Linked DNA regions of Hordeum vulgare: region 2 is linked to region 1. The links are chromatin contacts, called in public Hi-C maps. All regions are on one chromosome and are shown on one strand. Each heading gives the region's core, a stretch centred on a gene start, on an enhancer-like site or on the middle of the called end of the contact. The rest is flanking DNA. Distances are from core to core; before and after follow the strand shown.

Region 1 (3,722 bases), core at 914-3,413:
TGAAGCCGGGTGGACATCCTATTCTTCTACCTTTTGTATTCCTTTAATTTATAAAGTCCATGCGCCGACCGAATCAAACATCACCGAGAAGAATCCCATGTCTTGCGTAGAGTTTCGTTCTTTATCCCTTGGCGGCTAGGGTAAACTATCGCTCCATGTTTTGTGTGTGAGCCCATGGATTTGCCTACCGGTCCTTTTCTCGCCACTCCAACGGCTGATGGTGGGGAGGGGAATTTCGGTACCTCTGTCCAGTTAGTAGTTTAGGTCAGGTTTTTTTGTCCCCGTTGGTGTGCCGCTCGCGTAGATGGCAAGGCTTCTTCGAGTTTGTGTTCCATGCTCCGATCTTTCTCGAGTCCATCCGTCTGGATGTAGTCGAGGGGGCTTCGACGTAGATTCCTACCGTCTCCTTGCGGTGGTGATGTTAGTGTTTCTCATTGTGTGAGGAAAATTTGTGTTAGGTACTTCAGATCTATTCAAGGATTCAATGAAAATGACTGCAACTATAGGGTGCTGGTTCTTAGGGGCACATGCACATAAAATTTCCGACTGTCATTGACAAGGTCAAGTCGGCTCCGATAGAGGAGTGGCGATAGCGGTGCGTTGGTGTCTCGTTTTGGAAGCGGTAGTGGGTAGTTCAGTGTTCTCTGAATGTCAAAGATATTTTTATCATGTTTGTTGTGTTTTGTGCTTCCGGTAAACTTCTATAAAAGATTTGGATCCTTTTTGATTGTTTCCTAAAATTTGAAAACTGTGTGAGCCCTAATAGGTAGTATGTAAAATATGAAACTCTGTATTTGGAGCAAATTTTGGTTTGAACCAACATGCGTATAGATATAAGTTACCATCTGAACTAAGACAACAGCAAACTTGTCTAAAGCATCCCATATTCATCTTGCATTATCTGGTAGGCAACTTTACCAAGGGCAATGCGACTTTGTGAGAAGACACATTGTCTACACGTCCCTAGTTTACGCCACTGCAGGAATCGGAGTCTTTTCCCTCGCCGCATCGGAGGCTATAGCTAGTGCTCTGCCGCACCGTGCAAATGTTCCATTGTTCCACGCATTTGTTGGTTCGGGACACACCACGTTTAGTCAGAAGAATCGTGTTTAGGATTGTGTCGACGGTCATCCTATCCTCAGGATTGTGTCGCCGAATTTCTCAAAGGGGACTCGTCGATCGCTCTTGTCCGTGGAAGCATTCGCTCCACCGTCAGGCACCGGAGGAGGAATAGCATTTTGTGCATCAAGCCAAGTGCCGCAAGTTTGTTCTTGTGCCTTCACCATACCAAGGGGTAAGTATCTCATCTCCGAAAGGTGAATGCTATGCTATGCTATGCTACGTGTGTTGTGTTGGTCACAAAAAGTTTGGCAGCGAGCATGGCCTCCCGTTTTTAGCTTGGACCTATGCTTATTCTCGGCTCTCCCGATGTGTTTTCACGGGCGTACGTGCTGCTGGTTCAGACAAAGAATGTGGTAAAGCAGCTGATGCGTCAATGCACCGAACCAAGTGTTTTTCTACTTGTGTTGCGGTGGATCGATCAGCCTCGCCTCGTCTTCTCCGTTGTGTTGTGCCAGTAATGGCTGGACAGGCTCGGGCGGACCTGGTCGTGGTCGAGGACATGTTTGCCAGTGCACGTACGCAAGTGTTGGTTGGGCAGAGATATAACTACTATAAGCATATATTCCGACAGTGTAAAACATGAGCAGAAACGCTGAACACACGAAAGCTTTCTTGGTAAGCGGGGAGAGGAGAAAGAAAGTAGAACTCAAACTGCAATGGTCTAGACTCAACCACAGAGGCGTGAAGCTTCACAGTAGCAACGTATCTACGGGAGCACCAAGTTTGCTCCGCCTCTCTTTCCTTTTTTTGTTTGCATGTCATGTCATGTCACGCCATCCTGTAGTTTCACAAGAGTATAAAACAAATTTGTAGACTGAGGGCAAGAGGAGGGCAGCTTCCTGTACGTAGGAAACACACAGAGCGACGACGACGTCCGGATCGATCGACCGTGCTGGATCACTTGCTCAGTCAACCTCCAGTTTTCAAATGCCAGACAGCAACGGCAACAGCAACTGCCGGCGGTTGTAACAGTTCTCTGCGCAGCAACTGCGAAGTAATCATGCGCCACGGACGGGCACAGCGGCTCATTAACAACAGGATCTGGATCTGGATACCGGTAGCATAGCATATTCTACAGCCCGGCTGCCTGCCCGTCTGGCTGGCAATGCACACTCCACAACTTCTTGGCGCCAAGAACTGAAGATCGAGATCGAAATCTCCATCAGCTCCATCGTCCCGGTCTCGCCTGATCTTATCCGGTTGTTGGGATTTAAGAAGAAACAAATGCACCGATCGATCAAACGGTTCCGGTCCTGTTTGAACGCGGCGTGCATTGTTTGAATTCAACATGGAAAATACAGGATGCTGCCGCAAGGGAGATGAGTGTATCACCCGGTTGTTGGTAGGTCTCCGAACTTTTGGATCTCGATCGGCCACAGGATCGTCCCCAACGCCGCTTAATATATAGTTTTGTTCCTCCTCGTAGTCGCTGGCGAGAGTGAGACGCTCGGACGCGACACCGGCCGCGTGTGTTGTGTTGGACCAGCCACTGCATGCGGCGGCCGCAGCCTGGCCAGGACTTAGTTGGTAGTTGCACTGCACGTGTGTAGTGTAGTTGTTGAACTGTTTTGGTCCATGATTTATACTACAGTTAAGTATATTTCGAAAATGAATGATTGGATACAGAAGGCCAGCCAACGATTGTGACTGATCTGCGGCATTACTGTACTGTAACTTTCCAACAATGGTTGAGTAATTCGGGAGGACTAACAAATGTAGCGAAGAAGCTGCAACTTGTCTGCAGCAACTTGACGACATAATTCGGGAGTGCTACGTTTTAGTAAGTTCTTCTTAACATGTGGATTCGTGTTTTCTTGGAAAGTGTATGGACAGAAACATGTTGATGCTTTCTTGGAACGAGGATGCAAGTTGTGGGTCGTTCCAACATAATACAAGTGGTACCACTAGAAATGCAAGTTGCTGGATCACCAACTTGTTGCTATATATTTATACTCCGGAATTGAAACTGTTATTCCTTTTTTTTTTCTTTTGCCGACGATGGGATTTCAGGGTGAAATGATGTTGGTACTTGGTACTTGCATTGGTAAAGGACCAGTTTTGTCTGGTCAATAAATAAACAAATTGATAAATAAGAGGATCAGTTTTGGAGTTGGTTATTTGTCACTGTGTTTGGTAAGATAGAGACAGCAGCAATACATACATACGAACTTACTAAATGTCAAATTATGCTGGTCGTTTTTTCTGATTTTATCCATCACACATTCAAATGGATAGGGTTGAATGGAAATTTAAAGGGTAAGATATTTGAATGTGAACTCGCATGTAAAACACCATGACCAAACTAACATAACCCATAGGTAGAAAAAAAATTCTACCACGACCTGTGTGCGGTGCACTCAAGCATGCCTGACTGGGTCTTTGGGTTGATGTCTAACTTTGCCATATCTAATTAATCTTATCACACAACATGCATGATGCTTTCATTTGTTCATTTTCGCCGGTGGTGGCAAAGTTTATCTTCTTTTGTATTCATTTTAAGCTTCGAGTGAGCTTGAACTAAACTGCAGACCTTTTAGCTATTTCTTTAATAATATGACTGCATGCATCGTTTTGATGGCGCTAATCATCCTTTAAAAAAA
Region 2 (3,722 bases), core at 550-3,049, 170 kb before region 1:
GTAGGATTCGAGAAACAGTGCCTGCTCTGCCATGTTCCCGTCCAACGCGACCGCCCTGCCGGCGTCGAGCTCCACCTCCGCATACTAGTGCTCCTCAAGGAGATGGAGGTTGTAGGCCGCGTGGCCCTGCGCCTTCCGGAACAACTCCTCCTGCTCGTCCCGCACCATGTCCAAGTAATAAGCACGGGCCTTGCCGATGGTGATGGTGCAATGCACAGGCGAGGGTGGCACCAACGAGGAGGGTGGCGATGGCTTATCGTCGATCACGTCCTCCTTGGCCCAGCAGTTTGTCAGCCAGTAGTTGTGGCATACACCTCTTTATTATGCTCCGGCATGAGCCCATTCCAAAGAATTTTGGAGCGCGAGGAGGCCATGGTAATGGTGCGCAGAAGATAAAGGGACCAGAGGAGAATTAGTGTCGTCTATGGCCGGGGTTGGAGTATATATAGCGAGCTAATGGCAATGATGGGCGTCATGTAAACGGACGAGTGGCGTTGGAATAAGTTTCTCGGTAACCGTGTATGGTTAATGTGGGCGGCACACAGACGGGCATGGTGTCATTTGAAGGCGGGCAGATGCATGCACCGGGAAGCGTGACAAGTTGCGCTCTCGCTCGGTCGGCGCACCGCTTCAACGCCGGCACCAGTGAGAGGTCACGCCTGCTCTTGCGAGGCATGAATGCAGGCACTCTCACTCTGAGCAGCGCTGACCGTTTCGGGCACAAAGCGCGTGCGGGCGAGGGAGGAGTTTTTGGTGGGCCATGACGGTCAGAAGCGGACACGGCAGTGGTACGGACGCCCGCAAAGAACTCTTTCCACGTTTGTCTACGGTTTGCGGGAAAAAGCATGTCCACACCACTCGACGGATCGATACAGGCCCACGTTAGATGGCTTCCACGGTCTAGACCGCACGGTTCGAATGGATGCGGACGGTTTAAAGGTCGGCTTTGGAGATGTCCTTAAATCCTGACCAAGTTACAACTTCTTGTGGATATTTTATATTCTCCCGCATTATTCAACTCTTGTTGGCAGATTCGACTACAATAGTGGCGCAGAGTCAAACTTTCGCCTTTTCGATTTCCAGATAAGGCCACCTTTGTTCATAGGACAGATATATTCTAGAAATAAAAATCATAAAAAGTGTGATAACATACGCTTTAATTTCTATGGAGAAATACATGTTATTCGATGCATTGAATATGATCTTTTTTATAGAGCCTAGGCTAATACGAATCCTTTTCTACAAATCAAAGGGCTCCATAGAAAATTTTCCTTTAAAAGCTCCTAGCCTATGAAATTTCTACAAGATTCCTACAAACTAAAGGAGGCCCAAACATTTTCGAACTATATTTGACTGCACTACGGGCCAGAACTGTTCAACGACTTCTCCTACACACATGCCACATGCGCTCGCAAGTCCAGCACACATGCCCCGGTGTCGCATACGAGCGTCTCACTCTCACCAACCACTATGAAGAAGAAAAGAAAGCGGCCTTGTCGACGATTTTCTGGCCGAAATTCAAAAGTTGAGAAACCTACCAACGACCGAGTGATATCATCTCCCGCCCGCCAACATGCCAACATGCATGCATGCGTGTGTCCTAATTTTCCAAGTTCAGTTTAAACAACGCACGCCAACGTCAAATTTGGACCGGACGATCGATCGGCGCATTTCTCTGAATTTGTCAACAGCCAGATAAGGTTAGGCGACACCGAGGCGAATCGACCTGGTCGAGCTAGAAGATTTGCAGTTCAACCTCTAGTTTTCGCGCCAAGCCGGCCGGAGTGTGCACTGTCAGAGCTAGCAGCCGCCTGTAAAATATGCCATCCAGATTCCAGACTGACAGGCACGTCCCAACAGTTTACTAATTAAAACTACTCCCTCCGTTCCTAAATATAAGTCTTTCTAGAGTTCAACTAATGAACTACATACGGATGTATATAGACATACTTTAGATATAGATCCATTCATTTTGTTTCGTATATAGACACCTAGTAAAATATCTTAAAAGACTTATATTTAGGTACAAAGGGAGTATAATAAACCGTTTGATTGATGAATTGACCAGTGTGCATGTGGACCATGACTGCATGTTTACTGTCCTAGTACTAGAGTTGTTGTGCAGTAGACATGGTCGAGGTTGACAGTAATCATGAGTCGCCTCTCGCATTTGATTTGGGAAATGGAGACTGACCGGGTCCGAGCAAATGAGCATGCACGATCGAGACGTGGAAAACGGAACGGTTCCTGGCTTCCTGCAAGCCAGACCTTTGACCATGCTCCCAAGTCGCAACAAGTAGTCAGCCTATATTGATTTTATGTAGGTAGAGCACCAGGAAGGAAGCTGCACTGCTATAGTGCTCTTGCCCCGGGTCCACTTTGTTCTCCTTTTAATTTCCTACTCTTCTGAAACTCCAAACATCTCATGTGAAACATGAGAACCACGTGCCAAAACAGAAGGAAAACAGGGAGAGGAAACTTGGTACTTCCGTTCCGTCACATGAAGCTTCATGCCTCTCCAGGGATGGATAGGTTACGGCTAAAAAATGTTATAGATAGATTATAGACTGCAGTTTCATTTGTCTTGCCTTTGCGCCCTCTTGTGTTGAGCAACTGCTTTCCACTGACCATCCTCCCACCTTCCGGTTTTTCTTTCCTTTGGTTTGCTTTACTTTTCAATTTTCAAGCTATACATTCCGCAGGTTTTTTTCCCGTTCCGTTTTTATTTTCCTCTACCTGCTTACTCGGATTTCATCTAGCACGTCTCTTTATTTTATTGCTTCACTATAGTTATTATTTTCATTTCATTTCTTCTCTTTTTCCAAGAAAATTTAAAACTGGTAACAGTGTTTACAAAAACTTATAAACTTTGAAAATTCTCATGATCATAAAAAAGTTTCACAAAATTCAGAAACTATTCATGAATCAAAATATGTTCGCTAATTTCATAAATTAGATTCTGAATTTTAAAGACATTTAGAAAATTCGTGAATACATGAAATATTTCAGAGGTACAAAAGATTTTGTAAATTACATCAGTTTGTTGAAACAAATAATGCCTTTAACTAAACATATTAAAAAAACATTCGTGCATTTTTAAAAGTTGCTCATGTATTTAAAAAACGTGTTGACCTACATTATGTAAACTGTTTGTGCATTTTTAATACCCAAGATTTTTTAATACAACATAAAAACAATATATGTAAAAAATATAATAAATGGTGAACATTCGATAATAATTGCATGGTGAATTTTTTTAAATACATGATCAACACTTTAATAAATTGTAAAAAGACAGAGGGCAAACAGATTTTTTATTACAAGCTAACCATATCAATACATTTAAAAAAAACTACAAGGCGAATATTTTTAATAGAAGATGACATTTTTCAAAATACAATAAACAACAAAAGTGTCTTAAAAGACTACGAATGTCTTTCTAATACATGATGTTTTTAATAAACATTTAATAATACACGTCATTTTCTTAATAGACAATGAACATTTTTTAGTACACAAAAATCACATTTGAATGCCCAATTACTATTTTATGAAACTAGAACTATTTTTTGTACACATCATTTTTTTATCTATTACACAATGACCATTTTTTAAAATTTACAATGAGTATTGTTGATGTACACTTGAAGAAATTGGCAAAACAACTTTTTGAAACACGATGAATATGTGTCAATACATGAGGGGAAAAGAACCAAACAAAA

The links. Hi-C and Micro-C count contacts between places; a contact is called where the count stands out from the background.
Region 2: a contact with region 1 is called in a Hi-C map of leaf, with 5 times the contacts expected there. The contact joins two enhancer-like sites. A contact is called at or near these places in 4 of 6 Hi-C or Micro-C datasets (leaf and an unstated tissue).

The regions. Positions count from the first base shown.
Region 1 is chr7H:17,750,557-17,754,278 of MorexV3_pseudomolecules_assembly, reverse strand. No RefSeq gene overlaps it. Among protein-coding and RNA genes, the nearest start is that of LOC123413577, 19 kb to the left of the region's middle. Within about 2 kb of position 2,163, at least 3 of the 3 cell types and tissues checked have open chromatin away from gene starts, as enhancers often do. A contact at or near this core is called in leaf, where this site is marked.
Region 2 is chr7H:17,919,603-17,923,324 of MorexV3_pseudomolecules_assembly, reverse strand. No RefSeq gene overlaps it. Among protein-coding and RNA genes, the nearest start is that of LOC123409295, 81 kb to the left of the region's middle. Within about 2 kb of position 1,799, at least 2 of the 3 cell types and tissues checked have open chromatin away from gene starts, as enhancers often do. A contact at or near this core is called in leaf, where this site is marked.